Regions from separate parts of the Oryctolagus cuniculus genome. Here region 1 is linked to region 2. A link is a contact called in public Micro-C data. All regions are on one chromosome and are shown on one strand. The core of a region is the stretch at or near the end of the contact, and the rest is flanking DNA. Distances in the headings are between cores, read along the strand shown.

The links. A called contact is a pair of places that touch in the nucleus more often than the background predicts.
Region 1: a Micro-C map of ear pinna shows a contact between it and region 2, with 4 times the contacts expected there. The contact joins the promoter of TXLNA here to the promoter of BSDC1 in region 2. A contact is called at or near these places in 2 of 6 Hi-C or Micro-C datasets (ear pinna and an unstated tissue).

Annotation. Positions count from the first base shown.
Region 1 is chr7:140,273,594-140,278,392 of mOryCun1.1, reverse strand. It overlaps TXLNA (taxilin alpha), which reads left to right and starts at 2,397. Exons shown (of 11, transcript XM_008273771.4): 1 at 2,397-2,564; 2 at 2,922-3,277; 3 at 3,770-4,108. The coding sequence starts at 3,112.
Region 2 is chr7:140,083,486-140,088,366 of mOryCun1.1, reverse strand. BSDC1 (BSD domain containing 1) reads right to left here and starts at 1,671. Exons shown (of 11, transcript XM_002720710.5): 1 at 1,620-1,671; 2 at 1,304-1,364. The coding sequence starts at 1,630.

The DNA of each region.
Region 1 (4,799 bases), core at 1,148-3,647, 190 kb before region 2:
TAAAAGGTGAGAAAGTGAACAGAGATGAGCATGGGTTGCGCCAGAGACACACCATCAGATTTACCTGACAGGAAAAGGGGTGGGGGAGGGGAGAGAGGGCACCTGGCAGTCCCTACAGCTGTGGTCTGTCGTGGAAGAGCCCCTCTCCCAGTTGTTGGTCTCCTTTGTGAGTTCCAGGTGATGCCTCTCCAGGCATGAAGCTACCTAGGAATTTCATGGCGCCCCCACAAATTCCACATGGAGCTCAATATCCGTATTTTCATGGTGTCTTTTTTTTTTTTTTTTTTTTTTTTTTTTACAGGCAGAGTGGACAATGAGAGAGAGAGACAGAGAGAAAGGTCTTCCTTTGCCGTTGGTTCACCCTCCAATGGCCCCCGCGGCCAGCGCGCTGTGGCCAGTGCACCGCGCTGTTCTGATGGCAGGAGCCAGGTACTTCTCCTGGTCTCCCATGGGGTGCAGGGCCCAAGCACTTGGGCCATCCTCCACTGCACTCCCGGGCCACAGCAGAGAGCTGGCCTGGAAGAGGGGCAACCGGGACAGAATCCGGTGCCCCGACCGGGACTAGAACCCGGTGTGCCGGCGCCGCAAGGCGGAGGATTAGCCTAGTGAGCCTCGGCGCCGGCCCATGGTGTCTTCTTAGGTCCCGGATGAAACAGATGCATCCCAGGCAAGAGGGCATTTGACTGACAGGATAGGATTAACATGAGGGCTTCTGACTTCCAGCTCAGTCCTAAACTAACTTCTTATTTACCCCACATCAGGTGCAGAGGCCCAGCACTCAGGCCACGCTCCACTGTCTGAGCCTCATTCTGTCATGCTATCAGGCGACAGTGCCTTCAGTGTTGCCTGGTAAATCTACAAGTTACTACATCCTGTAGCCCCAGCCCGATGGTGGGCTTGGGGACTCGAGCATTTATCCAACGGTCATCGCAAAGCTCACTGACTTGGCAGCAAACAGTAAGTTCAGGACTCGGGACTAATCTGGTTAACACTAGGGAGCTGCAACAGTGGCAGAGCACTGGGAGGGTTTTGATGTGCTCTTTGAGATGGCTCTCAAGTTTGTTGTTTATTTTTGCCATAAGTGCACTTTGGAAGAAAAATAGCAAGCATCTGCAAAAACCTGAGAAACCCTGTGAATCATAAAAGTAGAGTTGGAGCAAAAAACCCAAGATTGGATGGAAGAGGCAAAAGCCAAACCACGTAGGCTCTTCAGATTCCAGGTGCAAAGAGTACTGGGTTTTATTCCAACGTCTATAAGCAGCGGTGATAAAGAATTGTGACCTCGGGGCTGGTGCCTGCAGTGCCGCCATCCCACATGGGCGCCAGTTCAAGACCTCCTAGCTGCTCCATTTCCAATCCAGCTCTCTGCTATGGCCTGGGAAGGCACTGGAGGATGGCCCAAGTCCTTGGCCCCCGCACCCAGTGGGAGACCTGGAAGAAGCTCCTAGCACCTGGCTCCTGGCTTCGGATCGGCGCAGCTCTGGCGGTTGCGGCCAATTGGGGAGTGACCCAGCGGATGGAAGACCTCTCTCTCTCTCTGCCTCTCCTCTCTGTGTAACTCTGCCTTTCAAATAAATAAATAAATCTTTTTAAAAAATTGTGATCCCACCTTTGGAGAAAAATCTGGCCTTTTCAGTTTTAGCCCTAGTACCACAAGGACTTTGTACAAAATGGGACGAAGAAGTTTCAGGAATGGGCCTGAGGTCAAACACCCCTGCAGGGACCCCTCTGCCCCTTCCTGCGGGACTGCCGAGCTTATTGGGGGGGGGGGGGGGTAACTACCTTTCACAAGTTACCCGGGCTCTTGGAGAACGCCTGCAATGGTGATTATTTCTTCTGAGTAAAAGGCAGGGTAGCGGAGTAGTCAGGTTCTGAACCACTGCTCGAACCCAGCATCTGTGACCGTGGGCGAGCTGTCTAACGCGAGCCTTACAGCCCTCTTCCGTTAAATGGGAATGACAAATAGTACTTATCTCCAGCAGCTAGGAGGCCAGGGCTTTTAAGAGACCAGGGAAGCACACGGGGTGTGCTCAGAGAACCGCTACGGTCACTGAAAGCCTGCGTCAGAATAAGGAAATCGAGGCAGGGAGAGAAAAGAACGTCCAGTCGCGTGGCACCTAGGGATGAAGTCGGACCTGGAACACAGGCCTGCCTCCCAGCCCAGGCCTCTCCGGAGTCCCCGGACTGACGGAGTGTGGACCGAGGCACGCGGGCGCAGTGAGGCTGGGCCGCACAGGGCTTCTGCACGACACCGGCGAGGTTGACGTGGAGGTTTGCTCAGAACCACCGGCTCCCCAGCCCTCCGGAGTCCGCGGCTCTGAGGACGAGAGCATCCTGGGAGTTGTGTCGACCGATGCATGGTGGGACGTGTAGTCCGCTCCTGTCCCCGCCCTCCCGATGCACCCGCCTTGGAGGCCGCCTTCGCTCCCGGCTCCCGGCAAGCTCCGCGCCAGCGCCGGCTACTAATTGGCTGTGGCTCGGACAGGCGGCTCTGCCGGCAGCGGTTACCCAGGGTTTCCGGTGCGAGGCCAGCGCTGGGGACGCGGTCGCACGTCGCCCGTGAGGTGAGCCCAGCGGCGGGACGACGGACGGTGAGGGCCTGCAGACCTGGACACTTTCGGCCAGCGGGGAAATTGCTCCGATTTCTGCGCGTGGGCGGCGGCGGGGGTGGGGGGAGTCGGGGTGACGCTGTGCGCATGCGCGCGACTGGAGGGCGCGCGGGGCGTGGGTGGCTGCGTGCGCGCGGGCGCGGGAGCCCACGTGGGACCTGGGGCGCGGGGGGAGGGGTCGGAGTCGAGCGTCCCGCCACGTCAGTCTGCGGCCGGGAGCCAATCCCGCGCCGGGCCTGCCGTGAGGGGCCGTGTGGGGCCGGGAAGTGGCTTCGGGGGGAACAAGGAGGCCTCTCTCCTCACCCGCTCCAGGAGCAGCGCCCCGGAAACCCGCCGGGGTGCGCCAGGCCCCCTGACCGGCCGGACAGCGGGAGAACCGTTGGCTCCCTCCGTTGAAGGTGCGCCTGGGCTGTGATTTCTGATCCAGGCTGCGAAGAATTCTGTGGAAAATAGCAACTGTGTTTCTCAAGGATCCAATCCCAACCTAAGGTGGCAGCGCACAATGAAGAATCAAGACAAAAAGAACGGGGCTGCCAAACAGCCCAACCCCAAAAGCAGCCCGGGACAGCCGGAAGCAGGAGCGGAGGGAGCCCAGGGGCGGCCCGGCCGGCCGGCCCCCGCCCGAGAAGCCGAAGGTGCCAGCAGCCAGGCTCCCGGGAGGCCGGAGGGTGTGTGCCAGCTCTGCGTTTCCAGCCGCCTGGGGGAGGAGTTCGCGGCCCGGCCCAGGGAGGAGGCAGCGGGGATGTGGAGCATCCCAGGCTCTGGGGAGGGGAGGCCCTTGCAGGCTTCTCGCAGGTGGCCGGCACCTGAGGCCTCAGCCAGTGACGCCGGGTTCCATCCGAAGGACCTCGGTCACCAGTGTGGGTCACTGCCCTTGGTTCGTTGTCGAGGCATTTCTGGAGCTGCTTGCATAGCAAGCGGGGGCTTTTAGAGGGAGGGGAATGGACGAAACATTGAGTTGCCTGCCTCCTGCGACATGGCAGTCCCAGGTGCCGTACGTACTTATTTTATGCTTGAACAAACTGTATTGGGGAGGTTGCGAGAATTAAGTAAGCTGGGGCAACCTTAAACCTGAACCAGTGAGGCTGGCTGGGCTCACGATCCCAGGTGGTGGTCTAACCTTGCCGTCTGTCGCTGCCTCTCGTCCTCTCCTGCCCTAGGGGCTCAAGCCAAAACTGCTCAGCCTGGGGCGCTCTGTGATGTCTCTGAGGAGCTGAGCCGCCAGTTGGAAGACATACTCAGTACATACTGTGTGGACAACAACCAGGGGGCCCCGGGTGAGGATGGGGTCCAGGGTGAGCCCCCTGAACCTGAAGATGCAGAGAAGTCTCGCGCCTATGTGGCAAGGAATGGGGAGCCGGAGCCGGGCACCCCAGTAGTCAATGGCGAGAAGGAGACCTCCAAGGCAGAGCCGGGCACGGAAGAGATCCGGACGAGCGATGAGGTCGGAGACCGAGACCACCGGAGGCCACAGGAAAAGAAGAAGGCCAAGGGTCTGGGTGAGCAGAGGGCAGCTGCGGGGGGCTGTGGGGAGGGCTTTGCACCTGACATTCCTTGGGCTGTGCAGCAGGGAGTCTCCCTGGTTGATTCAAAGCGCAGGGTATTCCAGCCACAGGCCGGAGTCGTTCAGGTTGGGAGCAAGTGAAATGGAGCCTGATCCTCATGGACAAAGCGGAGAGGTTTGGATGGGCTCTGTACCTGCCCACACCGCTTCGTCCCTGCTGTGTGACCTTGGGCATGTCCTTTCCCCGCCCTGGGCAATAGTTTCCAGTTCTCTACAAGGAGAGGATTGGGCTAGGCCAAAGTTGCAAACGCAAACGTCTGTGTAAGCCAGGACCGAGGGAGGGCCTGCTTTCTGCCCAGGGTGGACTGCAGCCTTGTTCCTTGAGTGCTCTGCACTGTGCCTGCTGCCAGCTCGTCAGTTGAGAGCGTGTTGAACCTCAGACTGGGTGCAGCTGGAATTTTATTTTCTGTTAAGAAAAGCCAGAAATCAAGAGTCTGGTGAAATCTGTAGATTTCAGTAGTAGAAACCAAACAAAACCCATGCATGAGCCGGGTTTGGCCTGTGTGCCAGTGATTGGCATCTCTGTGCTGGTGTCTTCGGGCCTCCGCAGGCTGAGCAGCCTGGAGCCTGGTCAGCAGCCCCTGGGGAAAGGCCCCCCACTGGGCACAGGCAGTGGGGAAGTGGCA
Region 2 (4,881 bases), core at 422-2,921:
CAGAAGCAACACTCACACCTCTGCTTCTGACCAGTAACTCCCGAGAACGAAGATTCTCGGATTCGCAGTGAAAGACTGACCGACTTCGTGTGAGGGCACTTTCAAAAGCTCATGGAGGAAATGGATATCTTCAAAGTTTACTGTGCTGCAGAAATTTTTGAAATCTATGGTTTTTCCATAATGAACATTTTCCATGACCTTTTGCAGTAGCCCTCACTTTCTCAGGAGTTACGGTAAGACCCACACACGGAGGCTCTCATCACAGCCTGGCTGAATGAATTCAGGCTTTCCTCCCACGACACTGCTCCACAGGCAGCTTGCCACCCTGGGCTCATTTTCATGAAAACCCGGAGCGAAGCCTTCTCTGTGAGTCCTCATCACCAACCTAGACAGCTCAGGACATTCTTGCATTCTCTGGGCTGCAGCTGACAGGATGTACAGAGACGCTCAGGCCAAGGGAGGAACAAAAACGCTCCCACACAGAAGCCTCCTGGAGCTTGCCTGAAGCAGGGCTCACTCCAGTTGCCCGTGATAACTGGTCATTAACTTTTCTCACGACTCAGTTGCTCTGGTTCTGACTGGCATGGAATGAAACAGGCACAGACATCGGCACTGCCCACCGACAGACCCCAGCGCCACTTAGCCCACAGGGCCCTCCACTCTCGGGCCATCCACCTCAGTCACTCCGCCTCTCTTGGCAAACTCCTTGTGTAGAGAGGCCTCTTCAGGCACCAACAAACTCGTCTCTGGCCTGGTTTCTTGCTTTTCATCCCGTCTGGGCAGGGCTGGCCCCAAGAAGGTTCCTGTCTTGACTCCCCGGACTAGACAAGGTACTCCAGCACGTTCCTTTCACAGCACTAACCACATCAGTAATTAAACAGCTATTTGCTTGTCCATCTGGTTAATGGCTGTCTTCCAGCATCTGTTTGGCTACGGTCTGTATCCTCAAGACCTGTTGAGACTCAGAGAGCTAGCTGGGGCACACAGTCTAATATGTGAATAGGTGGGAGTAAGTGTTCTCATGGCCAGAATGCTTTTTCTTCAAGGCCTATATCAAGTGCTCTGTCTTTCACCGAGAAGTTGTGACTTTCTGGAGCTGGTATGCACTGCTCCTTCCTATGGAGCCCTACGAAAGGATCCCTCCAGCCATGCACACAGTCCTTATGTCACCGTGCTCGCACCACACCGGTCTGCGCCGGGGCCTGTGACAGCAGGGCCCAGGTCGGTCTTGAGGCTCCAGACTGCCAGAGCCGGGCAGGGCGGTGCGGGGCCCGGCCGCGGGAAGGGTGCTGGCCCGGCTTACCTTCTCTTTGACTGCCTGGTAGCTCTGCTGCAGCCAGCTCCGCCACCATCCCACGTCCTCCCTGTGGAAGACAGACACATCTGGCGGCCCCGCCGGCACTCCTGCCCACCCAATGATCGGGTCTGTTTTTCCCTGATGTGGGCCGCAGGCCGAGGCTTCGCAGACCGCTTCCCCAACCCCGTCCTGAGACTGCACTCCGCCCGCCAGCTCCGTCCACTCCCGCGCGGATCTCCTGTTCGCCCCAAGGTCCCTTGCCCAGTGCCCAAACCCTGGGAGAATCGGGCCTCAACGCCTAGGAGGAGGATGACGGGCTCACCCTTCCGCCATCTTGCCCGCATGACATCACCACTATTTACCGACCTTTGACTTCCGGCACGGCCCCGCCCCCTCAAGCACCGCCCCGGAGCGCTCGGCCCAATCATCGGGCCGGCTCTGCCTTTGGCCCAATCCCCGCTCCGCTCCATCATTAAACCCCGCCTCCCCGAGCTCGCTTCGCAGTCAGGCCGGAGTTTACCTCTAAACTCCGCCCCTGAGCTCTCGATCCAATCCTCATCCAGTACAGTTCCCTGTATGGCAGCGGCTAACTTCCGATACGGTGGCCGGTGGGTGCCGCGCTCAGCCTGCTCCCTGTGGGAGAACTCGGAGGGGAGGAGAGGAAGATCGGGATTCGGGCTGGGAAGCCAGTGGGATGCCGGCACTGCCCGCCGGCGCCTTAACCCGCTGCACCACAGCGCCGGCCTCTGCTGTCTTGTCGCTGGACGTCCCAGAGCTCAGTCCCTGCTCCTCTCTTTTTCCATGTCTGTAATCATTTCTTAGGTAATCTCATCAAGTCTCCTGACTTTAGATGCCATCTATGTGCTGACAGCTCTCAGATTCTCTCTCCGGCCCACGCAAGTTCTCTGGACACCAGGCTGGATTGCACGTGTAATAGGCATGTTAAACTCAACAGGTCCTAAAACAGACTTATGCATTCCACCTCAACTTCCTGCAGACTCCCCACGTCTGTAAATGACACCCTCATTCTTCTATTGCTCAGGCGAAAGCCTGGGAGTCATCTTTGTTCACTTTCTTTCATACATTTACTTTCATTCATAGCATTTAAAAGCTGATTCCTTAACGAATCCAGCAGGCTTTGCCTTTAAATCACCACCAGAATCTAATCCTGCCACCTTCGCCTCTAGTATGTAGTTTCAATCCACCATCATCTCTCACCTGGTTAATTGCAAGAGCCTCTTAACTAGTATCTGTCCACCAACTCTTGCCTTCCTTAAATCTAGTGTTAATTTGTCCTGAAAGCAATATTTTAGGAAATATACGTTGGTGGAAATGCACAGTGGTGCGGTTGCTGTGGTAATAAAGTATGGCATTTCCTCAAAAAACTAAGCATAGAATTACCATATGTTTTCACAATTCCACTCCTGAATATAGATGACCAAAAGAATTGAAATAGGAGCTCCAACAGGTATTTGTACACCACGTTTGAAGCAGCTTCTTTCACAATAGCCAAAAGGTGGTAGCAACCAAGTGTCAGATGAATGAGTAAATAAAATGTAGTACATATATATATAATGAATATTGCTTAGTCTTAAGAAGGAAGGAAATTCTTTTTTTTTTTTTTTTTTGACAGGCAGAGTGGACAGTGAGAGAGAGAGACAGAGAGAAAGGTCTTCCTTTGCCGTTGGTTCACCCTCCAATGGCCGCCGCGGCCGGCGCACCACGCTGATCCGATGGCAGGAGCCAGGAGCCAGGTGCTTTTCCTGGTCTCCCATGGGGTGCAGGGCCCAAGCACCTGGGCCATCCTCCACTGCACTCCCTGGCCACAGCAGAGAGCTGGCCTGGAAGAGGGGCAACCGGGACAGAATCCGGTGCCCCGACCGGGACTAGAACCCGGTGTGCCGGCGCCGCAAGGCGGAGGATTAGCCTATTGAGCCGCGGCGCCGGCCCAGGAAGGAAATTCTGAGGACAGATGTTTGGGCTCGTCACTGAATACCAGTTAGGACACCTGCATTCCTAGCAGAGTGCCTGTGTTTGCACCCCAGTTCCACTCCTGATTCCAGCCTCCTGCTACCGTGCCCCCAGGAGGCAACAGGCGATGGCTCCAGTAGTTGGGCCCCTGCCTCACCTGGGAGACCTGGACTGAGTTCTTGCTTCCAACTTCAGCCTGGCCCGGCCCTGCCTGCTGCAGGAGTGGACAAGCAGATGGGCATTCTCTGTTTTCCTGTCTCTTTCTTTGCCTCTCAAACAAATAAGAACATTTTTGTTAAGTAGGAAGGAAATTCTGACACATACTACAATATAATTGAACCCTGAATACACTATGTTAAGGTGAAATGAGCTAGTTACAGAGGGGCAAAACATTGTATGCTTCCATTTATATGAGACACCTAGAGTGGTCAAATTCATAGAGATAGAAAGTAGGATGGGTGATTGTATTAGTCTCTTTTTCATTACTATAATGAAATACCTGAGGCAGGCTACTTTATTATTTTTTTTGACAGGCAGAGTTAGACAGTGAGAGAGAGAGAGAAAGAGAAAGGTCTTCCTTCCGTTGGTTCATCCCCCAAATGGCCACCATGGCCGGCGCTGCGCTGATCTGAAGCCAGGAGCCAGGTGCTTCTTCCTGGTCTCCCATGTGGGTGCAGGGCCCAAGAACCTGTGCCATCCTCCACTTCCCTCCCTGGCCACAACAGAGAGCTGGACTGGAATAGGAGCATCCGGGACAGAATGCGGCGCCCCAACCAGCGCCCACATGGGATGCTGGCGCCACAGGCGAAGGACCAGCCAAGTGAGCCGCGGCGCTGGCCCCTGAGGCAGGCTACTTTATAAAGAAAAGAGGTAGAGGTAGGAATTGTGGCACAGCAGGATAAACCAAAGCTTGGGATGCCTGTGCCAGTTCAAGTCCCATCTGTTCCACTTCTAATCCAGCTTCCTGCTGATGCACCCTGGGAGGCAGCAGGTGATGGCCCAGCGATTGAGTTCCTGCACCCATGTAGGAGGCTCAGATGAAGTTTCCTAGTTTTAGTCTGGCCCAACCTGTCTGTTGCAGGCACTTAGGGAGTGAACCAGTAGATGGAGGTGCCTTCTCCCTCCCCACCCCCACTCTGCTTTTCAAGTAGATAAAAAATAAATAAGTAGTTAAAAATTACATTTGAGCCGGCGCCGTGGCTCACTAGGCTAATCCTCCGCCTTGCGGCGCCGGCACACCGGGTTCTAGACCCGGCAGGTCGCCGGATTCTGTCCCGGTTGCCCCTCTTCCAGGCCAGCTCTCTGCTGTGGCCAGGGAGTGCAGTGGAGGATGGCCCAGGTGCTTGGGCCCTGCACCCCATGGGAGACCAGGATAAGTACCTGGCTCCTGCCATTGGATCAGCGTGGTGCGCTGGCCGCAGCGCGCCGGCCACGGCCATTGGAGGGTGAACCAATGGCAAAAGGAAGACCTTTCTCTCTGTCTCTCTCTCTCACTGCCCACTCTGCCTGTCAAAAAAAAAATACATTTTAAAAAGAAGCTTTTTTTGACTGATGGTTCTGGAAGTACAGAATCTAGAGGACTCATCTCACAATGGCCTCTGTGTTGGTCAGCT